2 separate regions of the Xenopus laevis genome follow, and region 1 is linked to region 2. Evidence: chromatin contacts called from public Hi-C data. All regions are on one chromosome and are shown on one strand. The core of a region is the stretch at or near the end of the contact, and the rest is flanking DNA. Distances in the headings are between cores, read along the strand shown.

Region 1 (7,008 bases), core at 1,058-3,557, 80 kb before region 2:
ACCCTAGATTAAAGGTCACATGACCTGATACAAAAAATATGAAAAATATGGTTTAAATATATGTAGGAATGGTACAGCTCATCTATTTTATACCTAACCCTAATCTCTTCTTCAAAAAATTGCAGATTTACAGCATCATTCAGTCATTAAGTGTTTGCCTTCTTCTGCACATCTAGGAAAAGCTCTACCAATTTTCACAGTTATTGCCCCTGCCATTAAGGTGTAGTCTTTGATCCATAGCAACTGGTGTGCTTGCTCTGCTTTCTGTCAAGGAAGGGAGAGATACTGTTCTATGCACACACACTGCTGTCTGTTAAAAGAGTCTATTAAAGATAAAAAAATAACATACTGTCATGATCATTATGTGGGGGAGTACAAATATCCAGTGGTGTAATTAGATGTTACTGGGCCCCACAGCAAATTCTAAAACAGCGGAACCTTCAGTTCAGCAAATATTTGTTGTTAACAGCCCTTAAAGGCAGGTAATCCTGGAAACAACTTAAATTCCCCTAGAGATGCCCCATTTTATATGCCCCGAATGTAATGAATGTATTGCAAGTAAACATAGATGAAGTTTGTATTTGCTTCGGTAACATAATCAAAGCTTGAGTAATCAAACATAGCAACTATTGTAAGAAAAATACTGCACAAACAATGCAGAAATAATATAATGACATAGGGTTAACAAAACCATAATCTTAAGCAAAATATAGGCACTAGTAACTGTGTAAAACCTCCACAATCAGACTTGTCAGACCAACCCCATTCAGAATTTCCACCTTCTGTTAGCTCTGGTTAATCCGAGGCAGTTTCACTTGTTCCAGCTTCATATAACTTGTTGACACTTGTTGGGTTAATTATATCTCTTTGACATACACATATATAAATTTGCATAACAATAGTGCACGATTCATTGTGCTCCTTTGGTCTGGACAGGATAAGTCAGCTAAAGAACAGATGGCAAGTGGGCGTAAGTCTTAGGTCTATAATTCCCTAAAATGAAATTTTAAGAAATGGCTTTGAGATGAGTAGCTTTCATCAGGCAACTGCTGCTTGGAATTTCTTTTATCCATAATCCTCTGAGGCCATGTTCATATCTCTATAGCATGGATTTGCGGTACCAGCCTTGCTTTAATGCTGATTTATCAACAGATTTGTGCTAGAATCACAACCTATAACCAGTCAAGCTTAAAATAATCAATACCTACAATTATTTAATACTTGCTAGTTCCATTATCATTAATTATAATTAATAGGTATATATGACAACGTCTTATATAAGCATGACATTCGCTGACATGCCCACAAGGGTGGTCATTCATCATTAATAGGCAATGATTTACAGGACTTGTGAAATAATGGAAGGACAAATACAAACCTTCAGGTAACCTTCTTATATTGGCAAACTTTCTCTTTTAGTAATAGCAAAATGCACTACAGCAGGACTGGCAGGCTAACCTATATAGTATATATCTAATAGCCAAACTATTTCCTTTTATGTCCTCTTAAAGAAACTGTGTTCTCCTTTTTGTGATGCAGTTGTTGGTATGTTCCACTCCTTAACTCACAAGCAGGTTTACTGATACATGAAAATGTTCTTTTAGGGGGTTATTTAATCAAAGTCTGAATTTATTGCATTGTTTTCTGAAATAAACTCCAACCAAATCTGCACAGGTTATTTCCCCTTAAATTTTTGGATTTTTGCATGAAACCCAGCTCAGATCAGGATATCTTTGGGACTTCTCCCATTGACTTATATACAACGTTGGCAAGTCTGAGATGCCGGATTTTCAGATTCTGACTTTTTCCATCCTTGGGGTATAATAAATCCAAATTAGTTTTTTCAGTTTTTTGGCATTCGGAAATTAATAAATAACCCCCTTAATCATAAAATTCCGAAACAGAAAATCTATTTTTAAATATATTATATTTATATTATATTTAGACATAGATATATAGATTGACTTTACCCTAAATGTTATCCTATTGATTTCTGTTTGGGTCCTCTATAAATTGTCAGACTGGTGGGCAGTCCCATAGTTTAGTAAAGTCTGCTTCAAACTTTTGTGTCATATACATAAAAACAGGTATAAATTAGGCCTGTCTGTTAGTAAATCCAGATATTAATGGCACTGTGGTTAGTTTTGGTGCCATGTTCCACTGGTGTCCTTCCTTCTGTTTTGTCCAAGGTCCTTGTTAGCTCTATGTTTGGATGGGTTGCCTCATTTAATCCAAAGGTTAACTGGCTTCTCATGAAACTGCTTCTAGGGTTTATATGCCTAGTTAGGGAAATAGATTGTAAGCACCACTGGAGCTGGGAAGGAAGTGAATGATTAAACATTCTTTGCAAAGAGCTGTGTAAATAAAGCATAATACTAGGAGACTGGAGTGAGAACACTTTAACCACCACTCCCAGCAGGTGCTCGGTGCTCAAGGGGAATAAGGAATGGGGTTTCCATATCAGTCAGGACTACTTGTTCACAGCTGTTGTTTATGCCAGTGCATACTGTATATGGACTACACAGCAGTGCTATTAAAGAACTAACTTGCACCTTTCTTTAAAAATGCATATGTTGAAAGATGTATTGTATCAACTAAATTCCGATGAAATAAGCTATTCAATGCTATCCTATTGCAGTTGAAAAGATAGTCGATGGATTCTGGACATATGCCACTTTATTCTAAAGTGACATTTAATCTTTATGCAGTTTCTTTCTGCACAATGGTAAACTTGGGGAAATTTACAGCTTTTTTTGTTTTTTTTGTTGAAATGTTGTAGTATAGATATATTTTTGTAATGCAATCTGTAATGCAAATGTAAGGCTTTAGATGGCCTTATGAAGAGGTTGGCCACTTGGTTAAGGTTCATTAGCAGTTCCTGCATGTTTATTTCCACTAGATCTGGTCTTCTGCTAGTGTTTGAGCTTTTGAAATCACCAGGCACCACCTGCGCAGGGAGAGCTGAGATACTTTATACTGTCAATAAGCTGTTAAGGAACTAACATCTGTGGCATAGCTTGTGGTTGCTTAAACTTTTTTATAATGAAATTGGAAAAGCACAGGTCAATCAGTAAAAACATCAGTAAACACAACAGTGAACATCCCTCCAAAACACTAGCAGGCTGTTAATAAGAATAATACGTAACAGAATTAAGATAAATAATAATGAAAACCATGCACCAGAACAGAAAATCATTGTCTGTCTGTGAAATTGCTAAACCTAAGCCACATAAAATCAAATGCATGCAAAGTATATAGTCACAAAACATTTATTTCACTGAAAGATGCAGAGAAATAGTATGGTGATATGTGTTTTACCCTTTAGTAGCGCAGAGGTCTAAAATATATTATATAGTGAGCTGTTTTGACCAGACGCAGTGCAGACTGTAGTAATTACCAGCAGAGGGCGAAAATGTTCTGACTCAGAACACAGCTTAGTTAAGCTCCCCTACGGGGAATGTAATTAATCAAATTGTCTCTTTTAAAAAGTCCTATGTAAACATATAATTAGCAATTAAACCTGGATATTTATGGAAAAAATAGGACACAAAAGAAAAAGAAAATAAAAGCAAAATTGTTTGCTTGCTCCAGTGTACCATATTTCCAGAATTACCCTGCATTTGGATGTCTGTGTAGGGAAAATTATGAGCACAGCCAAAGGGCATATAAAGGGCACTTAGCACAAATACAAGGATTGTCAATGAATTAAGGGTCTTATATTTCAAGAAAGAAAACATTTAGTACATCTTTTGAAATGTCTCATTCATCCTGATATCCTGACAATTCTTACAAATCCTAAAAATCAGCATACTATGTGCTACATCATTAATAAGCTATTAAACTTCTATAACCATATATAACGGATTGAACCAATGCACATAGTATCACCTAGCATGGCTTGGAAAGGATCTGCTTAATAAAAACAAATATAGCATTTTTGTTTGAACTGGTTGTATTACATTTCAATACTTAGGGCAACTGTACTTTCATAATTCCATTATCATTTATATTTGCCCAATGAAAATATTGTAAGGTAAATGTACTGTATATTCCACTTTCTTTTCTTTCCTTTGTTTTTGTTTCTGTCCGCCCTAAATCAGACTTCATTGTCTATCAAACATAGTTTTCTCATCCCACAGGCCTGCTATTATTCTTATTTTCCTGGTATTTACATAGCGCTGACACATTGACATTGATTATACATCATCCATATCAGTCCCTGCCCCAGTGGTTCTTATAATCTAAGGTCCCTGTTATAATTTGGCTTCTTTCCAATGGGCCATAAGTAGGTAAAAATGCATGGAAATGGATAGAATAGACCCAGTAGGAAAAAACACTCTACATTTACTCATAGTCGAGACAGACATTTTTGACGTGTAATTTTATAAAGTAATCTTGCACTCATTTGATCTAAACAACTATATTATAGTATATTATACCAACCTATATTTTTGGTTTCATGGTGACAACTGTTTTTACTACCATCCTTAGTTACACCTGGGTTATTAGTTCCACACTGAAGGTTCTGACCTCTGATCTATGACCCCTGGTTCATGTTTCAATATGGCTTCCTTTCTCTGATTAAAGTACCAAGAAAGATCAGAGCTAGTAGCTGTTAACCTTAACCTCATTAACTGGATTTTTCTGACAAGCTGTTCTGTTTCACTATTTGTATCATTAACAAAAAGGAATAAGTAGAAAAAAAAACACAAAGCAAAAAGCTATTTCTTCTAGTACATTACACTGACTTGACTTGCACTCCTAATTACTAAGAATTAACAACAAACTACAAAAACTTGCTAAAACTTAAGACGCGCTTAATTATCTATGGATCTCTCGTTCTATATCAAATGTGCACAGATATCAGTACTAAATTCATTTTTAATTTTGCATTACACATGTCTATCTATCTAATATGAAAATATATTTTTCTAGATTTTATTTGGTAAAAGCCACAGTTTTGTCCAGCCTCTTTATTTACCAATTCCAGGGCCAGGTTACAGTTGCAAGCGCAGCAGCCCCCATATGTAAACCACTGGCACAATAAGCATAGCTATAATCTAGATGCCTCTAATTAAATCAAAGTTCTCAATATATACAAATACAGTGGGTTTTGGATTATTTAGTGTGTAATTTTTGGACAATTCTCACTTCATTGTGTGATAAATATGACCCTATGAACAATATTGGCACATGCAATAGTAATACATTTTCATTTGTAAATGAAAGTCAAACATTTCTTAGAAATGTTTCAGAACTGACTGCCAACATTAAACCTGGCATACAGTTTGGCACACTGAAGCTCAACAATAAGGAAAAACATCTTGAGCTCCAGAATGATTCCAATGTAAGTTTAGGAAACATAAAAGTTGAACACTGTGTACACTAAATCATGCCACCTAGTACTTTGTTCTAACTGCAGTCATGGGGCTGGCAATTCAAAGCATTGGCGTAACTATAGAGGAAGCAGAACCATAGAGGTTGTAAGGGGGCCCGGGGGAAGGGGGGGCCTGGAGCAGGCTTTTAGCAGGGGGGGGAAGGGGTGCTTGTTGCCCCTCTGACAGTTTACTTACATTTTAGTTATGGCACTGATTCAAAGAACAAGCACAAGTGAGGCCGGCAAGACAAGTTGCAGGCCACAACAGGGTGTCTTTCCTTACCACCTTCTCTATAGCAAGCAGTAAGCACAGGACTGACCTGTACCCCTTGATGCTGCTCTCTGCACTGAGCACTAGGTGCAGAGTGCAGCATTCCACCTTGGTGCAAGTGCCATAAACACCAAGGGGATCAGTAAATGACCCCTGAGGTGTTAATAAAAAAAACTATCACCTATATAAAAAAGCCACTGTCAAGAATCATAAATATCTATAACTGTCTCAGCAACTAATTACTGTATATCTAAAGTAAGCCTATTTTCCTAGGCACATCAAACCTTCTAAGCCTATTTTGCTGATTAGGGTAAAGTTGGGTACTTTTACATAACTATGTATTAATCTGCCGCTGTAACATCCTGCTTCAAAACCTTCAATAATATTTGGTTTGTGAGATATAAATTAGTTTCATTTGTAATAGAAAGTACATAGGTCTAGGCTCAATTTAAAGACAGCAATGCAATTTTTCCTCTCTTATGCCTTGGGGACACACGCGGCCTGAACAATTATTTGGATGCTGCTGTGTAAAAATAGAACCACTTTATCACGATAAACACATTATTTTAAAGGAACCGTAATTGATATGATACAATGCTGTAAGCACTTTTGGAAAAATGTGTCTGCACACAGGGCTCTGCTTTTCATTACTGACAAAGGTAGACAGTCTGCATTTGCCAAAGACAAAACAGGAAGAAATTTGCTTCAAAGTCAAAATAACAAATTTCTTTTGAAACGCAGGCTCTGCGGAAGCTATAAGTTTCATTCATGCAAATTGGGAATGCAAACTTGCTGATACCTTAAGTGTGTAGCTTTACAGTTTTACTCTGTGCCTTTTCCATAAGCCTAAAATGAAACAATTCTCTTCCAAGATCTTTATAACCCCAGTCATCATCTTCATCATTAATTTATATAGCTCCAGCATGATTACAATTAACAAGGGAAGAGAATAAAATATAAGGATTACAGGGGTCTATTCACATAAGCTTACAGTCTAGTTTTCAATCTATTATTTCCCTGTTTCAAAGACCTCTGGGAGGATGGCAAGGCACAGTCTGGAATCCCCATTGACTAACTTGAAAGCACAAGGTTTGCAGCATGCTGCTTTTTAAATATTACAATAAGGGTATCCTGTTTCACCAGGGCACACATTTATGTGAGTCAGTAATCTCAAAGCCCTGGTAAAATAGCAGTTTTGTAACAGACTGACAATAATGTTGTCATAGCTATGATACAATTTCATGAGTCACTACTGGAAATAAGTGATAAGGGTGTTTTTTTTTATCTTACAAATGCCTATAAATGACATATTGAGTTTACCCTTACTGGACAAATTGAATAAAACTTCCAGTTGCAGGTA
Region 2 (6,776 bases), core at 2,057-4,556:
ACTAGTGAACCCCCTTTATAATATTTTTACTAAAACACATGGGACACCATCCTTATTCCCCAGTTCCATATATAGAAGACTTTGGTAAAATTAACTTGAAAAAATTATCTTTTACTAACATGAAAACTAAATAAGCAGTTTTATGAGCAAATTAACACATTATTTGCTGCACTGAATCAGTTGAAAATAGAAAAATACAGCTAATTATAATTAACAATAATTGTAACCCTTTTCACCTTTTTAACCCTAAGACTTGCATATAACCATTACTTATTTACTATTATCAGACAATGGATGGTACTTATTCAACAAGTGGACGTTTTCAAGGAACTTATATTTGCTTTAATAGTATTTTTTGTTATTCAGTAGCAAGTCAAAAGAGCCATTCGTCCTGGTCACATTAGACACACTTGTACAGTTGATTTCCCTTTTCTGCCCCCCATGGGGACCAATGAAATTTGTAAGTCAATGCTTTTCTATTGAGTAAAGTAAAATATATGGCATCCTCCAAGTTACAGCGGTTCAGAGTATAGATGGTATCAGTAAGAGATGAATGAAGTTAATCAAACAGTCATCAGATAGGAAGTGAAATGCAAGGTGGAACAGCAGAAGACCTGAAATATAGGCAATTAAAAATTAAGAATAGCAACAAACTTGAAGCTTTACACAGTAAATCTGTTTTTTTGTTGCAAGGGTCAACAAGATAGCATTTTGTTGCACAAAAAGTGCAGTTAATTTAGAGTTGAATTGTCCCTTTAACATTTAGGTATGGTAAACCTACCTCTGATTCATTAATATAGGGGAAGTTGGGGGCCTATAATAGCAAGCAGTTTCAGGAAGGGGTATCAAATCTCCTTCCATACTGCCATCCTCAATATTTGGATGTGTTGGAAAAGGGAATGGTAATGGTAAGACAGTAATATATAGAGGAGGTTATTTATAAACAGTGGCCAGATTTGCTCCTGGACAGTAACCAATAGCAACCAATCAGTGATTAGCTTTTTTCAGCCAGGTGGAGGTTGAGCACTGAAAGCAATAATCTAATTGGTTGCCATGGGTTTACAGTTAAGGAGCAAATGTTCCCACTGTTTATAATTGCTCCCCAGAGATATTACTATAGAGGTACATTTTCCCCTGTATTTGAACAGCTTATGTTTGGCTCAGAGTCTATGCTTCAGCCTGGAAACTTTACCTGGGTCATAAGGCTAAACATAAAGGGAGTTGTCTAGTGGTTTGAGCCTGTCTTGCTTTCTCAAAAACCAAAACATGCTAACATGCACATAGGGTGCATGTTAATAGAATTAACAGAACCACCATAAAAATATGTGTAGAGACCCTGAGGGTTAGGCATCTACACAGACAGTTCCCTCTGTAGTTTGGACACCTAAAGTGGTCCTTAGTGAGCCCTGGGTGTAAGACCCTTTTCCTGTTATCAGTAACCTTATCTGGTTCATTGCTTGCCAAGTATGTGGCAGTGTTAAAACGTTTAAAAGGGAGAGCACACATGCTCAGGGCTCCCTTCCTGGATCCCACATTGTGGGGAGGTGGGTACAGAAGTGGGTCTGAGCAGGTGACAGGCCCTGGTTAGGGAACATGTATCTAGTGGTAGAAGTTGAGTTATAGTCTCTTTAGGAGTGAAAGTTAGAGGCAGTGTATTTAGTGAGAATCTTTCTGGCTCCAACAAGGAGAGTAGTTGGGGTTAGCACCCTTGTGGTAATCAAGCTGCCAGACAGGGACACAAGTGGGTGAGCTCAGGAGCAGGGAATGTGCCAAGGAGCAAGATACCCTGTAGGATCCCTAGTGCTGGGGAAGATATACCAAGATAGACTGTACCACCCTGAGAGGGCCTGATCTGAGTTTACCACTACTAAGGGGCACATTTACTAAGTTCGAGTGAAGGATTAGAATAAAAAATACTTCGAATTTCGATTTTTTTTTTGGTTACTTCGACCATCGAGTTGGCTACTTCGACCATCGAGTTGGCTACTTCGACCTTCGACTACAACTTTGACTTTGAATCAAACGATTCGAAGTAAAAATCGTTTGACTATTCGACCATTCGATAGTTGAAGTACTGTCTCTTTAAAAAAAATTTGACCTCTTACTTCGCCACCTAAAACCTACCGAGCACCGATATTAGCCTATGAGGAAGGTCCCCATAAGCTTTCTAGGCAATTTGAGATCGAAGGAAAATCGTTTGATCAAAGGATTTTTCCTACAATCGTTCGAACGAATGAATTGCGGTAAATCCTTCGGCTTCGATATTCGAAGTCGAAGGATTTCACTTCGACGGTAGAATATCGAGGGTTAATTAACCCTCGATATTCGACCAATATTAAATGTGCCCCCAAGTGTACTAAGTGTGAAGGATTTCCACTGTCTGCAGTGAATCTATTTGCCTGACTGCTGCGAGACAGATCCAGTACCATTGTTCAATAAACACATTCATTGGTTTGAAGCAACCCCCTGGACTGTTGTTACTTTCAACCTGGTTGATCTGTGCACCAGGAGACACACAGGATTTACCTAAGGGTATGGTGCTTAAAGGCCCAATACACACTGCTGGGAGTTTCCCACAGCCTAGGGTTATCTGAGATACACTGGCAGCCAGCCACACTACTTAAACACATATCTCAGGCCCACCTACGGATGTGCTACATATTCTATTGGCATTTTTTTTAGATGTAACATTGTACTAAGTAAATGAAATATGTACCATGATTAATGCTGAAAACTATATCATGCATTATCAATACATTCATGAATCACCTGTGGCTGACTAAACTCTGTAAGCATATATGGTGCTTTATCTGTCAAATAATGGGAGAAACTGTAGGGCAGGAAGGGCACACTATGTGACAATTACCATCATCATTACAGGATCCTGTTTCTGTATCATGATAAGCACAGGAGTAGCATTGCCTGAAGGCTCTCTTCTGCTGGGGAATCTCAGCTATGTCCCTTTGTTATATGATACCAGGAAAGCAGTGGAACAAAGTATACAAATCTATATAACACTATTTCACCATCAATTTTTTTTATCTAGGGCAGTAGGACAGTAGGACAACAGGCCATCTTATTAGGGGATTTTCTAAATTGACCTCAATGAACAGACACACTGTAGGTGTACAGTATGTTAAAATATGGCCTCATGCTTCTCTGCAGTTTCAGTAGGGGCACACTCCGTGTCTGCACTGCACTGTCACTTTACTCTGTGTTTTGGCCAGTAATTGGTGGTGTGAATAATATGTTTTACTTTTTAGGGGACTCTATACCCACTGTAAACCTAATTAGATTATAGGAGCACGGTCTCACATCTTATTGTGGCCTCTTTTTCATACGCCATGTTAATAAATTGAAGTTGTGGCCATCAATGCAACCACAGAACCAATTGGTGTCACTGTGCAAAGTCCCCAGCAGCTAAGACCCAACTCTTCCACTGATGTTAAGCTATGGTATCTTTGATAAAATAGATAAAAAACATGGCTGTCTAGACAACACATTGATTGCACAAATCAAAGGTTTTTCGCATCTTTAGTGCATGGCAACCCATAGGATATGAGTCCCTGGGTGCATAAACTTACATCTGTGTTTATTAGAAAGAGTTGATAGCAAAGCTTTGCATACACAATGGCAGCGCAAGATAATACCAAAAAGAAACCCAAAAAAACAGATGCTGTCTTCAGTTTCCTACATCGGCAACATAGCATATAATCTGCACTTGTCTTGTCAAAGCAATTTTATGGTACCAACAAGACACAATAACTACTGTAACCTCACCATGAAATATTTTCTATAAATAGTGTCACATTGTTCCTGGGGTTAGATCAACAGAAATGTAAAAGCATGTACATTCATTATAGGAATGCTTCGACAGATCATATTTCTAGACTTGAGAATAAAAGATGGGTCCTTCCACCCCCCCCCCCCCCACCATGAATATCGCAAATGAAATCATGTGCATTACTCACTCACCCGTCTCCTGTAAAAAGGATTTGGATAGATAGAAACTGACATCTTCATAGTTCACTTGCTTCACTTGGTCTTTAAGAAGGGACTGATGCAAACAAATGGGTTAAAAGGTTCGCGATTGTGTAGTCCATCTGATGGTGCAGGATTCTGCATATTAGCTAAGGATCAAAATGGAATATTTATGAGAACAAGGAATGAAATCTTTAAAATTTGAGTGATTGTACAGGTGATGCCCTAGTAACTTCTGCTATCGATAAATATATGTAAACGCCTGTTGTACTGTAGATAATGAGGTCAAAGTAAATCAAACAAAGATGCTACGGGCTGAGGTCTAGTGCCCTAAGGCAACCTCTTTTGTTTTAGAGTGAGGAGGAGTCTTTTGAAATCTTGAACCCAAGATTTATAGATTATCTTGCCTCCTTCCCCTTCCAATCAGATTCCTGCACTGTAAGAATTGTTATAGACTCTTATTGTTTTCATTACAAACACATACACACAGGATATGCAATCTTATTATTATGCACATTGGAATTCGTATTACAGGATAATCACATACCTTATTACATATATTACATATCCATTATACAGGAATGCCATGTCCAATCCTGTTTAAAAATATATATTTTTTTAATCATTGCTTTTTCTCTGTAATAATAAACATTTCCCTCTACATGATTTTAAACAGTATAAATTCACAATGGCAGAACAATGCTATTGGGCTTTTTAATGAGTTTCTTTTAGTAGCCCTAAGACATGGTGCTTCATATTGTAGGAATTTCCCTTATCCAGAGAATACCATTTCCCCAGTATTCCGTAAGCCACATCAGAGCACCAGGCTTTACTTCGCCTGTGATTTTAAAGGTCATGTCAATATCCTTATATTTTATATATTTTATGAGGTTTACAATATTCCATAAAGGCTGACATTAGAGAGAGATTATACCTCCATGTAATCAGGGTACAACTTCACTTTTGGTCTATTTTAGGCCATTTTTATTGCTTCTAAAACTGATAAACAAAAATCCCTATGTACAGTACCATATTTAAGTCTAAAATAGCAAAAATATCTTTCATACTACATCTCAGTTCTAATAAATTAGTATGTATAGGCAATTAGCAGGGATTGGATGACTTTGTAACAAAGAGATACAGAGAAGAGATGTGTTTAGCTATAAATGTTTATTCCTTTCCCAAAAAAGTATCTTTTTTTCTAAAATGTATGAGGTCACTTTTTATCTCCATGAGACTAAGCTTTACTTTTAAAATCTTTTTAATTACACAAGTGCGTAAGATTTCTGTAACTGACAAATTGTGTAATGACAATGACTTGATTACAACATTCTGTTGCTAATAAATTTTCTGACAATTCTGTAGAGTCTTTATCTATCAGCTAAACTTGAAACATATAGGGGCACATTTACGTGTGTTTTTTCTGACAAATTTTCGCTAAAAAGATAATTCGCAGTAACTATTTACTAAAAGGCGAGTAACACACTATGCTAGCGAATTACCTTATTGATGGAGTTTCGTCATTGTAAATTGTAAATTCATTTATTTACCAAAGTGTTAAAATTTTACAATTCGTTACCCTTTTTCGTTACCTATTCTGAATAATACAATGAAGCTACATCCTCAACATTGTCAGTGACATCATATCCTGTATTCCAAAAAAGTCATAAGCAAGAGTCAAAACGCTGGCGTTTTGTCATATTTAGGGTGTTATTTATCAAAGGTCAAATGTTAGAGATTTTTATACCTCAGATGAACATGAATGAATTCGAATTATCTCACAACTTGAATGGTTTCTTATTTAGAGGTAATGTAAAGGCAAAAAAATATTTTTCCCATTTTTACTTAATGAAAAAGAAACCTATCTCCAATGTCTACCATTTTTATGACAAACCTGACTGTATGCAATAAAATTCCCCTTTCATTTACTTGCTCCGGCTGCTTTTGATAGGAAACTTCAGACAATCCCTAACTGCTTTGCAGGGAAATGATCATACTTTCAAGCAGCAGGGGGAGCCCCTCCCACCTTACTTCACAGAATGTGAGCAGCTTTGTTTGTTTTCTTGTAGAGCAGCCAGCGACTGTTTAAAGATTCGCATCTTTAGCAGTCAGAGCAAGCAAAAACTAGAGTGGGAAAAACTTGCTTCAGTATTCTGGCAAAACCCTCCAAAAAAAACTTGAACATCATGAAGCCTATTAACATCGTCAAGTGGTTCAAGGGACCTATGCCATTGACTCCTTCATGACCTAGACAGGTTTTTGATGGTGTATTTTCAGATTCAAGCTATTTTTTTTTAAATATTTGAAGCTCATGCTTAGGACAATAGAGGATCTCTGTCTTCCTTTTGCATCCTTGGACATTTTTAAAAAGAAGTGGCCCCTTCCAGCAATTTAACCAAAATCACTAATAAATATATACATATGAACTTTATTTACCCACTGACTCATGTGTAAGTTGATTAAGTTTCCCTAGGAAGGAAGTAACACTAGAGAAATTTTGTTATCACATTTTCACCCCATTGAAACATCGATGACCATAGGTGGAGGGTGAAGTTTTTGTTTGGGGAGGCTTCAGATGGGCCTAAAGCTAATGTGAGGCTTAGTGAATGTGCTACTGCAATGAAAATGAACCCCCTCCAACTACCTCTGGTGGTTCTGTGGGTTCCAAATAAGGGCATATTATATGGGTATTTGTAAAGTGTTAAAAAGCGTTTAGCTTAGAGATGCAGTCTTTATTTACAAAACAAGCACATTATATGCAGTGAGATGCAGTGGGTACTCCCCCCCCCCAGTGA

What was found. Hi-C and Micro-C count contacts between places; a contact is called where the count stands out from the background.
Region 1: a Hi-C map of the XL177 cell line shows a contact between it and region 2, with 2.4 times the contacts expected there. The contact joins two enhancer-like sites. A contact is called at or near these places in 2 of 4 Hi-C or Micro-C datasets (the XL177 cell line and the XTC cell line).

Annotation. Positions count from the first base shown.
Region 1 is chr2L:98,820,975-98,827,982 of Xenopus_laevis_v10.1, reverse strand. The region is part of intron 2 of nhs.L (NHS actin remodeling regulator L homeolog); the gene reads right to left. Among protein-coding and RNA genes, the nearest start is that of nhs.L, 20 kb to the right of the region's middle. Within about 2 kb of position 2,307, at least 1 of the 7 cell types and tissues checked has an H3K27ac peak or open chromatin away from gene starts, as enhancers often do.
Region 2 is chr2L:98,742,166-98,748,941 of Xenopus_laevis_v10.1, reverse strand. No RefSeq gene overlaps it. Among protein-coding and RNA genes, the nearest start is that of nhs.L, 58 kb to the left of the region's middle. Within about 2 kb of position 3,306, at least 1 of the 7 cell types and tissues checked has an H3K27ac peak or open chromatin away from gene starts, as enhancers often do.